Regions from separate parts of the Rattus norvegicus genome. Here region 1 is linked to region 2. A link is a contact called in public Hi-C data. All regions are on one chromosome and are shown on one strand. Each heading gives the region's core, a stretch centred on a gene start, on an enhancer-like site or on the middle of the called end of the contact. The rest is flanking DNA. Distances are from core to core; before and after follow the strand shown.

Region 1 (6,573 bases), core at 3,231-5,730, 83 kb after region 2:
TGACAGTCCTATGTGCTCACATCCAGGGCTTCCGGTGGCCCATCTGCCTGGACAGCAGGGCCATCTGGGAGGGAGAGATAGACAGGAGACATAGATCATCTGGTACTAAGTGTTTGTGGAGGCTGAGTGGAGTCTGGTATGCTGGTCTGAGGGCTGCTGTCTGCAACATCAAAGCAGTGGGGAAAAAAACTAAACAAATAAACTACTTTGAGATGCTCTCTGAGGTGGGCGAGCTCCCATTTTTAAACAGCTGGTGGAATTCTGTTGTCCTATGCATTCCCCTATGCTGCTGGGTTAGCTAAAGGCCTTTAGCAGGGGAAGACTCTGCTGATGACATGTTCAAGCCTGTTTTCTCAGTTCCCTTCCTTGCCCACTTGGAATACTTTGAAAACCTTACCTCTAACTCCACAGTGGCAATGCCACCCACCTCCATTCTCCAACTTCCAGGCCCTTCTCAGATCAGCCCATATTGTAGACCAGCCCACTGCCCTCCAAATCACCTCAGAATCCCCAACTCTAGGAGCCTTCTCAAATGGCTGTATTATCCTGCCCACTCACATAACCACTGCTATCACCGTGAACCTGGCTCCCACGTCAGGACCAGCACTGAGCACTGTGAGCCAAAAGTCACAGGTGGTTCAGAGCCACATCACTGTGGAGAAATACAGTAACTCTGTGACTAGAGTCAAGCTCAGAGCTCTCATCTGCTTCACACACAGTGGATTATCTTCTTCACTTAACAAGGAACATCCTAGAATCCTAGAAGATACTGAGACCCTCTACTCTCCTTAGAACTTAGAGGTCCTCATCGGGTCTCTATAACACTTAAGAAGTTAAGATATAATTATCCCCATTTTACAGTGAAGCTTTAGAAGGATTTGAGTAGTTTGTCCAAGTTAACACCAGTGGCTGAAATGGAGATTCTATCTGCGATCTGTTGATAACCCTGAGCTCTGTAGGCATGGCCCATCTACAGCCCTATGGCTACATCTGTCCAGAACAGCTATGAGTATAGCTCAAGTACATTTATAGGTGGCCACAGGATATCACAAAGTCAAAAGGTTAGACATCACTGCTAGCAGATACAGCCTCTAATGAGAGGACTAACTGACAACTGTGGAGTTAGTCTGTGGGGTTAACAAAACAGAAATTCGGGCTGGCAAGATGGCTCATCTGGACATGCCCGTGCCAAGCAAGCTTGGTCTCCTCCGGAACCTATGCGAAGGTAGAAGAAGAGAATTGATTCTACAAAACTAAATTCTGACATCCACACTCATCACACACACACACACACACACACACACACACACACACACACACACACCAGACAGTCACACACACAATAACAAATTTTTTTTTAAAGAAAAGAAAAAGAGAAACAAGGAAAGTATAGAGCAGGAAGAGTTAGACATGACCTCAGGAGGTACCTTCTTGTCAATGTAACTTGCTGACTTTTTTTTATTACTGGCATGTAACCGTTTTTTAAACAGAAGAGTAAACTATAAGAGAAAAAGGAATAACTTAAGTAGAAAAAGAACATCCAAAACTACTGTGTCTGAGCCCCTGCCTCAGAAGAGCCTCCCTCCCACCATCAGATTGAGTAAAATGGTTTCTCAGAAACCACAAAATATGAAAGCCCATGCAAATGCCACTGAGCCCTCCCCAGGGCTCCCTGCCATGGACTCCCCCTGTCTCCAGCTGGCCCTAGGGACAGCAGGATGCAGCATGGAGTGCTGGGCAGCTGGCTTCACAGTACAGCGCTTGCTCTCCAGCTGCCGTCAGTCTTGACCCAGGCCATGCTGTGGTTTCAGTGGGAAAGCCCCATCCCTGACACTAGACATTAAGTGCAAGATAAATCCTATAAGCTCTCTCATCTCAACCTGCTTTGGGACCGAAATCATGGGTGTGGATACCCTTCACTGTTCCGGGCAGAGGGTGGGGCTGGGTTCCTGCACACAGATTTGCAAGGAGCTCCCTGGGGTTCCAGAAAGCTGAGACCTCTCTAGCTGGGAAGGCTCCCACTGTTCAAGCCAAGGCTGGTCTGTTCCCAGGGCCTTGTCCTGGTGAATAGGACACTGTAACCAGAAAGAGACCTGGGCTCTTCTCCCAGGCTAGTCACAAAACAGCTGTGGGGTCTTGAACAAGTCTCTGCCAGGTGTCAGCTCCCTCGACTTCCAGAGACACCAGCAGCCCTGTGGGGCATCTGGCAGACAAGTAAGGATATGGGCCTGCAGGCACAGCCAGCTTTCTGCCCGGAGGATGCTAGGATAGATGGATGGACGAGCAGCAGAGGGACATGCTGCTCCTGCTTTCTGGGAAAGTCTAGAGAGCAAAAGTTCCACCTCAGCTTCTTACACATTCCTAATCTTAAGAAGGCAGGGTCTTCTTTCTGAACAGAGGATAGGAAGTATCCATCCCAGAGAGAGAGATTCATGCTGGAACAGTGAGGTGGGTGTGCACAACCCCTGTTCTACTGAGCGGTGTGGTCTTAGACTCAGTTTTTCCAGCCCTCAGTTTTTCCATCTGTAAGATAGGAATTTTTATCATTTCACCTGGTTGTAGGTACCTCCTGTCTAGTGTATACATAGTGCTCAGAAAAGGAAGGAAGGAAGGAAGGAAGGGAGGGAGAGAGGAAGGAAGGAAAGAAGGAAAGGGGGAGGGAGGGAGAGGGGAGGGAGGGGGAGGAAGGGAGGGAAGAAAAAGGTGACTACAGATGTTCTAGGCCACCCTGGTCTTCAAGCTCTCTTTACCTTGCCTCTCTCCTCTCCTGTGATCCCTGGGTATGCCTCTCCCATGGCCTCTGCTTTAAAAAGACGTGACATTCCTGCATCTCTGTGGAAGACAGACTCCTCCCGTCTTTAAAAGAACAGGGCACGCACGAGCTGTGCCCCCAGCATTTAGCAGATGGCAGGCAGAGTTTGGAGCCCTGTGGAGCTCACACGTGGAGCATCCGGGTGCTGCTCCCCCAGGGTGCTGCTCCCCCACTGCTTATCACATGAGAAGTGTGGTTCGATCGAGCTGCCCTGAGCTTAGATGGGGATAAAGTTGTACCTAATCGTCAGAGATGAGCAATGGCGAGGCAGACAGTAGCTTATATTCCTAGTTACAATCCTAGAGTGAGTACCCTTCACCCGTCCAGTCTTTATTCTTCAATCAGCTAACCTGCAATCGGAAGGAAACAGAGTCCCAACGTAGAAATAGGAAAGGTGACCATTCCAAGCCTTTTCAGGCCATAAGACCCCAACGCTCTCACTTTTCCAATGGAGAAAGTGCTTTCTGGAGAGAAGAGACTTGCCGGGGTTGTATGGGTAGTCCGGGAATCCCACAGGGATCCAGTAGAGTCCTCCCATCAACCCCCGGGGGGCGAAAGTCAGACATAGGGGGTGCGGGGGGGGGGGGTAGAGGAAGGGAGCATCTCACGTTCCTTAATAGGCTGGAGCAGTCCACCCACTCTCAAAACTGGCTCAAGAAGCAGCTAAGAATGGATCTTGAAAACCATTTACGCTCGCCCACCGTGCCTGCCCTCCCATGGACCTTATCCCTGAGGCTCTGAGTCACCTGCTGGGCCCAAGGAACGGAGGTGAGAGTTCAGATGGTCTCTGAATAAGCGCGCGGGGGGGGGGGGGCGGCATTCTGTCAGAAAAGGGGCTCAGAGTGCCAGTCTAATCCATGCCATTCTGACAGACAAGGTTGTGTGTAAGCAGCTTCGGTTTTAAAAGATTAGGAGGCAAGTACTGGAGTGGAAAGAAACCTTACTGAGTCAGTTCCACCGACAGTACCACACTGCCCTCTGCTGGTCAGATGAGAGAAGGCATAGAGGCTGGATGAATCACACTGAGACCCTGTGTGGATCACAGGATTTCTTACCTCCTTTTCTAAGGTGAAACAGAGATACGGGGAGTTATGGAGGGCTGCTTCCATCCTCAGAAACCCATGCTGTCTTCAAGCAACACAGACTTCCCTCAGTGCCTGGCACCAAGGACATCCCCTCCTGACTCTATGTCTTTGCAATGTGCCAGCCTTTGAACCTCTAGTTTCCTATTCCAAAGCCAGTGCTTAGAACCCAGAGCACTCAATATCCTGCATGACTTACTCTGCCTTCTTTGCACTAGAATAAGATGTCATATCTAAACTTGGGGACATTTTCCTTTCCAGTCGCTGAGGACAGCCCCCAGGCTAAGGAAGACACATCCTGCTTGAGCTAAGGGACAAGAAAGGGTCCTCATCTCTGGGATGAACCCAAGGCCCTCGAACTTCCAGAAGCATTGAGCATCAGCTCCATAGCAACCTAGGAAAGAGATAGCAAAGGCCAGAACCCATCCCTGCAGCTTGAGTGTTTTCACCCTGTCCCCATGGTAACAAACCTTCCCCCATGCTCCCATGTCCTGCCCTTTGCACACTGGGTAGTTCAGAGCAGCACACCCTGCAGCTGGCTGACCAGCTTCCAGGCATGGGCTCAACTTGGGCCATAGTTTCCCGAACCCCTGTGCAGACTCAGGAGCCACTGCAGCTGACAGGACTACGTGACAAGAGTGATTCACACACCGCCACCCTGACCATCTTTCTCTCTCTCTTCCTCTCTCTCAGCCATCACAAAAGTCTCAACACAGAGCAGCATTGTCCCCAGGGTCAGGAGGGGCTGGAAACCAAAGGGAACTGAGAAGACAAGCCTGGAAAGGGATGGTTTGCCAGACGACGCATGCGCCTCCTCGTGCCGGCCAAGCCCACTTCCTGCCTGTCTCCAGCTTCATAGCTCAAGTTTATATCTCCATCCCAGAAAACCCACTTGGGCTTGGCTTGTTGGCATCTCCCACTTTCTACTCTCTGCCTCGCCCTGCGTTGCTCTGAAAATTGTGCACAGGCTATTTCCTTTTTCTTCTCCAGCGCATTCTTCTTTAAAGCCTGTAAGATAAAAACAACGTCCTGAAAATGCTGCCTTTAAGGGTGCCCGTCCTCTCTCTTCTGTTCCCTACACCTAACCAAATCTGCTGTGATTGGTCGGTGTGAGCAAGGCCCTCTGCAGCAGGGAGCGATGGTAGATGAAGGAGAATCTGGGGGAGTCTTGATGGGGTATGACAAAGGCAGGGTGATGGTACAGTGACGAATTGGGGACATTACTCCAGTTCTCTCCATAGTCCGTGACTATGACGATTGTCAACCATAGATTGTTGAGAATAAATCTCTAGTTAAATAAACACCGGGGACCAGAAAAGGCCTTAGGAGGCCAAGCATTTCATTCACTGAGAAGCGGATCCTCAGCCAGAGCAGACCAGAGGTTGGCAAATCCGTCTGCACCTGTGCGAAACAGCTCAACTCCTTAGAAAGCTCTTTGGACATCAGCTCAAAAATCTACCCCCAGCACCAAACTGTAAAGGGGGCCAGCCTTCTCCACTCTTCTTGGTATCCGTGCCCTTTATGTGCAGTCTAGACATTTGGAGCTTATGTTACAACTTACTCAGGTTAAATGTGATGCCATGCCATTAACGCGCCTGAGCTCGGAGGGGCTTCTCATTCTCCCCAGATCAAACCCCATCTCCTCTTAAGAAGATGGATAAACAAGGAAAACTGGTTCCTCTTAGCTTCTGCCACCTGTGAGCAAATAAGTGCAGACCACCTGGTGACTGATTGCTGAGAGCTAGGGAACAAACCCCAGCCCAGGGCTGTAGACCCACCCAGCTGAGCCCCATCCAAATTACCAGCTCTCAGAATCACAGACTAAATCCATGACTATTGCTTTTGTCAGTAAATTAATGGGTGTTTACCTACCTACGAAAAAGGAGGAAAGGGATACATCCCATCTAAGCCCCCTACGGCTGTGCTAGATACAGAAGAGTCTTGTCCCTCCTGTGTGAGGAGGGCCCTTTAAATAGGAAAGTAAGTCTCTTTGCCTCTAAGTCTCAGCATGGCTCCTGGGGGGGGGGTCATCCAAGCTAGCTCCCTCCTCGAAGGAAAAGTCATGCACCCAGGTGGCCTTTACCCTTTCCACTACTTAGTGCCTGCCCAGTAGCAACATCAGAAGAATTCCTCCGGTGTCAGCATCCTCCAGTGACACCCTGTCCACCTCGAGGGGCACTCTGACTATCCCAGAACTCCAAGAGTCCAATCTCTCAGCACATGTAATTGGAAATTAAGAGACGTGGAAAAACTGAGTTGAGGAGGGCACCAAACTCACCATAAAAACATTGAAATCGATTAATCCTCAAAGCCACCTTCTGACCCAAATCTAAACTGCCCAGAAAATCTCCCAAACAAATGTGGTTAAGCAGGCTTCCCATAGAGGCTTGCCCCATGGCCAGAACAAGGGAGGAGCCAGGGGCTGGCTTCCAGCATCCACTCCACATGGAGTCAACATGGCACACTGGACTTGGGCTTGGGGTCTGAAGAGGAAGGTCATCGGCCCCACCACAGGAGCCAGTGCAGACCATGGCAGCATCCCTCAGAACCAGGCCCAGCAGGAAGCAGTGTGGTGGGGAACGGCCGGCTGCCATCAGTGAGGTTGTCTGGCCAATGGCCATGCTGCAGCCTGCAGCCTGCCAGTTTCAAAGCAGTCCTCACAGCCTGGCTTCCTGTTTT
Region 2 (6,979 bases), core at 1,696-4,195:
AAGAAAAAAATTTTAGCTCACAGAAAGAATCTCAAAAATAGCTCAGCTATATTGAAGGTCTCATGGTAGATGGTATCATAATGATAGATAGATAGATAGATAGATAGATAGATAGATAGATAGATAGATAGATAGATAGACAGACAGATCAATCTTCTTTGAAGTAGTCAAAATCCCAGAAGAACTATTTTAACTGCTTCTAGACAACATCCCCAAATGACTACTAGGCTCCACTGCTTAAAGGTCACAGCACCTCTTACCACCACCATATGTAAGATCACCCTTCCAATACATAATCCTTTAGGGGACAAACTCAAGCCACATCCAAACAATAGTAAACTTTTTCATTCAAGTTTCCATACCTACTCATTAGAATTCATTTAAATATTTGTCTGTAATTCAATATCTTCTGCCCCCTTCTCCTTAAAAATCTAGTGTCTGCTTTCAAGAGGGGTTCCAAACATCACAATAACAAAGGCTTTTATAGCCAATATGACTATGAGTTAGGGGCATGTTCCTCAAATTGCATTTCTGGGAATATTGGCCACAGGGGATGCCATACTATCTCTCTACTCTCCATGAAAAAGACTCTGTAGTAACCAAATAAGATTGGAAATCCCTTATACTCTACAGGTACTCTTTGAGAGAACTTTTACGCACAAATAAAATATTTCATAACCCCTTTCATAAAAAAACAATAAAAGTGTTAAACTTCGTTTAGCACAATATATTTAAATAGCATCGGTGAGCATCCCTATGCGCAGACCTCTGCAGAAAATGTAGGGGATGCTGCCTCAGAAGATAATGGCTCTCACTCTCCTTTGCTGTCCTATAATCCCTGGAAGGAATAATAATGGCCTCTATTCATTCAACTCCACCATTTTCCCCAAGTGCCTTTACAAATATCATCTCATCTTATAATATTTGAAGTTCCAGACCAACAATATTTTTCAAATTCCTTCTTCTCCTTTCTTTGAAGTAGAATCCCAAAAGATACCAATTAGGCAGTTCTATCTCGGAAAGTTAATACCCACCTCTACCTTCTTTTTTTTTTTTTTCAGATCAAAAGGGTGAAATTTTCTACTGCTTAAAGACAGAGAAAACCTGTTCTCCTAGCAGATTTTTATCAATCCGGGGAACTTCTTAAAATGCATTTTGTAAATGTCAAAGATTAACACTTCTCAGCTCTCTTAAGAGATTTACCTCCCAGACACTTATTCCAATACAAGCTACTTTCTGTTAAGTATTACTTTACACAGAACACAATCACCAGTAAAGTATTTTTAAAGAAAATGAGGGGTTTCTCCTATGGAGCATTTTAGTGGATCAAAGACTTCCTTTCCTTAAAAGAAAATCTGCATTTATAAACAGTAAAAGCAGGGTGCCAACTTGATTTGACTATACATTGTTGGGTTTCAGCTTTAAGGGAACTGCTGGAGAAGGAAAAGATGTTACTTTCCTCTCTCAAAGGAACTCACCTCTGTGGCTGCTGCTTCTGTGAGTCTAAATTTTGTCCTACTCTACTCACCCCTTCCTATTTATCTCCTGAACTCCCCACATGGACATTTACATTTGAGCTGGTATGATTCTTGGCTCTTCACTAAGTTAGCCGATAACTAGCCTTAAGCTACCTTTGTCTTGGGTTTTCATCATTTGTAAAATAATGATTTGATAAGAGTTGGATGTTGTGAGACTAAAATCGGAATGAATGCGAAGCCCCTCCTACGCAGCCCAGCACACAGCAGGTAGCCAGGAGGCAGAAGCACACAGACCTGCATATGGTCCTTGAAAAGTCAACAGAGATAACCATTACCATTTTCATGCCTTGTGATTTCTACTCCGAGAAATGGAGGAAGGTTTGTCTTTGGTCTCTGAGGACCCACACTCTGAAGTATTCTTCTTTTAAGATTTATTTATTCTATTTATATCTATACATTATAGCTGTTTTCAGACACACCAGGGCATCGGATCCCATTACAGATGGTTATGAGCCACCATGTGGTTGCTGGGTATTGAACTCAGGACCTCTGGAAGAACAGACAGTGCTCTTAACCACTGAACCATCTTTCCAGCCCACCCTGAAGCATTCTTAACACACAAGAGTCCCAGTCATCCCACCATGACAGTTGTTCAGGGTCCCCAGGGCAGGCTCAGCAAGGGAGACCTGGAGAGTCCTTGTTATTTCTTCACAGAAACCACAAACCATGCAAGAGAGCATGTGCCAACAGAATATCAGTAGATCCAGAAGGGGGTAAGGGGCCAAGAAGCAAGCACATGCTCTGTGCAAACACTGTCTTGTAGAACATATCAAAACTATCCTTACCTCCAAACCCAGAGAGGTCACTATCTAGAGATGGAAAAGTCACCACCAATGAACTGCTGTGGGCCACAATCACTGAATTCCTAAAGAAACCAAATAACACCGGCTTAGCTTCCTTCTTCCTGTTTGCTGCCCACGGTTCATCTTCTCAAGAGGATGAAGACATTTTGGTCTCAAATGGTGACTATATATGCATTATTTTGGCAAGGGAGTGGAAGGTGACCTTAACCTCCTTCAGCAGTTGACACGGAGGGATGCCCAAAACCCTCCATTCCCTCTCCCAGAAGCTGGTGGCAATGTGGACAAAACCAGCCATTCAGGGAATAATATCCCCATACACTGAGGACTCTTTACCCCTTCACCTCTACCCCGCATCTCACCTTCTACCTTTGTGTCCCTTGGAATCTTCCGCAGATGGCCTGAGGGGTCACCTGCAGCTAGAATGTAAGTAAAGCTCGTCTGGTCCAAGATGCTTTGCACAGTCACCGTATCTGGAAACCTCAGACCTGGGCAGAAAGCTGAACAGCCTGGCCTTGCAGACAAGGACAATGGGCCTGCAGAGCCTGAGCATTCCAGTCTCCCACATTCAGTGGAAGGCAGAGAAGAAAGGTCATTAATGCAGACGGTTTATGTTTTCCCAAGCCAGCATTCCTCACAAACAGCTGTGTTTATACAAAGCTAGAAGAGAAGGAGGGACAGAGAGAGAGAGAGAAAAGAAAGGACAGTGTCCTGGGGATGACATCATTCTATGTTGTCTGTTTTGGCTGGCTCCCACGGGAGAAAGGGGGCTGCAGCAGGCTGGTGAGTGGGCTTGGTACCAGGTAAATATAGGCAGCTTGGCAGTGTGTGGACACAATTAGGAATGGCATTTTCCTGCTCGACCCTCTGTCCACCCCATCCCCAGCCTCCTAATAGGTTTTTCAAAAAACTCCTTTTTTTCCTTGTAGCAGCACCCTCAGAAGAAGGTTAGATTCAGGACTCAGATTTACGCTTTCTAATCTCTTCAACAACTCCCCCCTCCCCAGGAGAAAAGCATGACAGGAGGCAGAGTCATTAAAGTGAATTAAAATTCATCCAAGGAGAGATTATCCCCAAGCCATTCCCATATCAAACAAAGGCCCCTTTCACACAGACTCCAGCTCTGTAAGCAGAGATTAGGGAACAAATTCTCAGAACCTAGAGGTAGGAGACAGGCTTGCACTTAACCTCCCTGGCTAGACCTCAAGAACTCAACTTCTGCCTGAGACAGAAGCTCCGGCCTGCAAGTGGAAGGGGGATTCAGAGCAGGACCTGGACCCCTGCCCAAAATAGTTCATTGAGCCAGATGTGTCCTTAACACAATCCAGATGTAATGAAATATGATCCTTTCCTAGCTTCCTGCATCAGGGTTTAAGGTAGGGGGTCCTCCACAGGCCCTTTCAACCTTCTCTGCAACCCTTTTCTTGAGCACCTGTTTTGTGTCAGGCTGAGCCATGACAAAGACTTGGCCAGGATAGACATCTTGCTGTGGAGGATCAGCTTGAAGAAGGCAAGTTGACTGTGAGTGACGTTTGCTATGACACAGACATAAAGATGCAGGAAGGTTAATAAAGACATCTGGAAGGCTCAAGAGAGCATCAGAGGAAACAGTGACCCACGAACACAGTCTTAAAAGAGTAGATGCTCAACCAGGTGACGTTAGACTGGGGATGGAAAAGGAGAAAAGGGAAGACATTCCAAGCAGAGAGCATAGAATGACCAAAGGCATCAAAGATTGAAAGAGCATACTGCCTTGGGTGGTCCCCAAGGACCTTTCCCAAGAGGAACAGAGCATCCCAGAAGGGATGTTGCAGAAGATAACGGGGCAGTGTGCTGGCGGAAGGAGCTAGAAGAATGCACTCTTCTGGCTTCAGTGCTATTGGTGGATTTTAAGCAAGGCTCATCTCATAGTCAGATGTACACTATAGGCAGGTTGTTCTAAGAAGCACCCAAAGCTAGAGGCATAGAGACCAGTCCAAAAACAAGTGTTAAAACCCAAGGAAGAGTTTGTGAGGGTTGGGTGAGAGGTTGTAGCGATACGGGAGATATTTCTGCATATGGCATATTAAGGAAAGAAAAAAAGGAAATCAACTGGCCTTACTTGGATATGATTCAGGAGGAAAGTAGGGTCTCTAAGGTGACTTAAAGCTTAGGGGCTGGAGGGATGTCATTCCAGTTCCCTAAGCAGGAATTTTAAAGAAAGAAAGCTGCTGAGGAGATGTCTGATGACTCTCAAGTACTTTTTCTGGTCTTTTCGTACTATTTCTCACATCTGTCAAGGTTCCGCCTGCCAGTTCTGTGTGGCTCCCACTAGCTTGGAACAGAAGCTCTCTGGTTTAACTTTCTGCCTGAATATTATCCGCTAGCCCCATCCTTGCCCAGGGCTTCTCTGGTTAGGATGATTTGTGTGCCTAAAGGATCTAGTAGATCAGTGGCTCTCAACCGGGGATTGCATATCAGATATCTTACATAGCAGATATTTACATTATAATTCAAAATTATGACGTAGCAATGGAATAATCATAAGGTTGGGGTCACCACAGCCTGAGGAACTGAAAGGTCTCAACATTAAGAAGTTTGAGAACCAGTGTACTAGATTGTCAGGTACACAACCCAGATTATGAACACCCACCTGGTGAAAGATTCCCGGACTCTGTAGACCACAAACCCACGCACTTACTCATGGCCATTTTGCAGTACTCTTTGTTGGGGACCTCCACCTTCCTAGTTTTCTGCTCCTTTTTCTAAGGTCCTCCTTAGGATCATTTTCCCAAATAAGCCATTCACACACATGATGGTTGATTTTTTGTGTCAGTTTGATAGCCTTGGTGTCCAGATGTATGTTCAAATACTATTCTGAGTGTATTCTGTGGGGGTGTTTTTAGAGAACACATGAGTAGACACTGAGTAGCACATACTGCTCTTATCATATTGGTGGGTCCCACTGAGTCAGTAGAAAGGCCAACTAAGTGAAAAGATTTGCCTTCCATTCACCAACAAACGGGATTCTGAAGCAAGCTACATTCAGACTTAAGAGTACAACATTAGCTCCCCAGCCCTCACCAGCCTTTTTAAAAGAAAGAGTATAATAAATATAATTATATTTCCCCTTTCTTTTACTCCCTCAAACTCTTCCATATATCCTTCCCTGCTCTCCTTTAAATTCATGGCTTCTCCTTTCACTAATTGCTATTGCATGCATATATGAATATGAATATACATACATATTCCTAAATAGAACCTGCTTAGTCTCTATAATGTTATTTGTATGTATGTTTTCAGGGATGGCGGTTTGGCACTGAAAACCTAACTGGTGTGCTCCTCCCTAGGTGGGAGGGACCACCTCTCCTGCTCCCAGCTTCCCTCGGTTTCTTACAGTTCTTTTCCTAAGATTGAAGTCTCTTTCATTCGCTTTGCCAGGTTCAGCTCCTGTTTAGGTAGTCATGTTGGTGAAATATTTTAAGTGTAGTTTCTGATGTCTCCAGGAGACATGATCTCACAGCAAACTCCCTGATCCTCTGGCTCTCACACCCCCCTCCCCTTCTTCTGCAGTGTCTCCTGAGCCTTAGGTGCAAGGTTATTTCGTAGATAGATCCACTGTGACTGAGATCTACAATTCTGCATTTTGATTTCTCAGCAACCTTTATATAGCTACACACACACACACACACACACACACACACACACACACACACACACACACTACACCTCTGGAGAACTCTCACTAGCACAACATACAAGTCTTTTGTGTTGAACTCTGCTTTCTGGATAACTCTGCTAAGGATAGGAGGAAAGATGTTGAACTTGAAAAGAAATATAACACACTGTGATGGTTATTAACCGTGGCGACCACAATCACATGGGAAATGGACCTCTGGGTGTCCCTGCAGAGAAACTTAACTGCATTAACTAAAGTGGGTACATCTACCTTTGTACAGGAGGGTTGGTTTGTTGGTTTGTTTGATTGTTTGTTTTGAGTCTGAGTCTTACTAGATAACTCTGGCTGGCCTGAAACTCACTTGGTAGACCAGACTGGCCTTGAATTCTCAGAGATTCGCCTGAGTGCTGAGGTCACAGGTTTGCATGGTCTTGCCTTCTTTGTCTTCACTGTCACAGGCCTAGGATGATTCCAGACCTGGTTACAAAGGTTAAAACTCAGAGGAGCAGAAGATGGGCAGAAAATTACGCCAGTGAATATTTAATCAAAATTTCCCATGCCTACCATTTTGAAAAAGCAAAATGGAAAAGCTATGTGTCTTTGATATTTTACTTAGCTACTTCAACAGCCCTGGGGGTGGTGGGAAGAGGAAACTCTTTTCCCATTTCATCATGGAGGAATCTTAACTTACTTTCATCTCCTAATTACTTGCGCTTGTTTTAACATCTGTGCACATTCTGCTGCCTCCGACAGTTTTATGTGGCTTATACAGTACAAAACACAGAGGACTCACATTCCTAGGTCCACAATTTCAATAGTAATGTTCAGAGGGGCGGAAGTTATTCTTTATAGGATCATGGCTCATCCACATGGCCAGACAGACCTACAGTGTGGCCAGGATCAGGCCAAACATTCCATTGGCCTGTGACCTGTCTGCCCTATGGAGTTCAGCTCAACCCACATGGCTTTTGCATGGTTTCCCT

What was found. Hi-C and Micro-C count contacts between places; a contact is called where the count stands out from the background.
Region 1: a contact with region 2 is called in a Hi-C map of Schwann cells, with 2.4 times the contacts expected there. The contact joins two enhancer-like sites. A contact is called at or near these places in 2 of 12 Hi-C or Micro-C datasets (Schwann cells and psoas muscle).

Annotation. Positions count from the first base shown.
Region 1 is chr9:82,865,186-82,871,758 of GRCr8, forward strand. No RefSeq gene overlaps it. Among named protein-coding and RNA genes, the nearest start is that of Tns1, 280 kb to the right of the region's middle. Within about 2 kb of position 4,481, at least 5 of the 93 cell types and tissues checked have an H3K27ac peak or open chromatin away from gene starts, as enhancers often do. A contact at or near this core is called in Schwann cells, where this site is marked.
Region 2 is chr9:82,783,871-82,790,849 of GRCr8, forward strand. No RefSeq gene overlaps it. Among named protein-coding and RNA genes, the nearest start is that of Pincl, 340 kb to the left of the region's middle. Within about 2 kb of position 2,946, at least 13 of the 93 cell types and tissues checked have an H3K27ac peak or open chromatin away from gene starts, as enhancers often do. A contact at or near this core is called in Schwann cells, where this site is marked.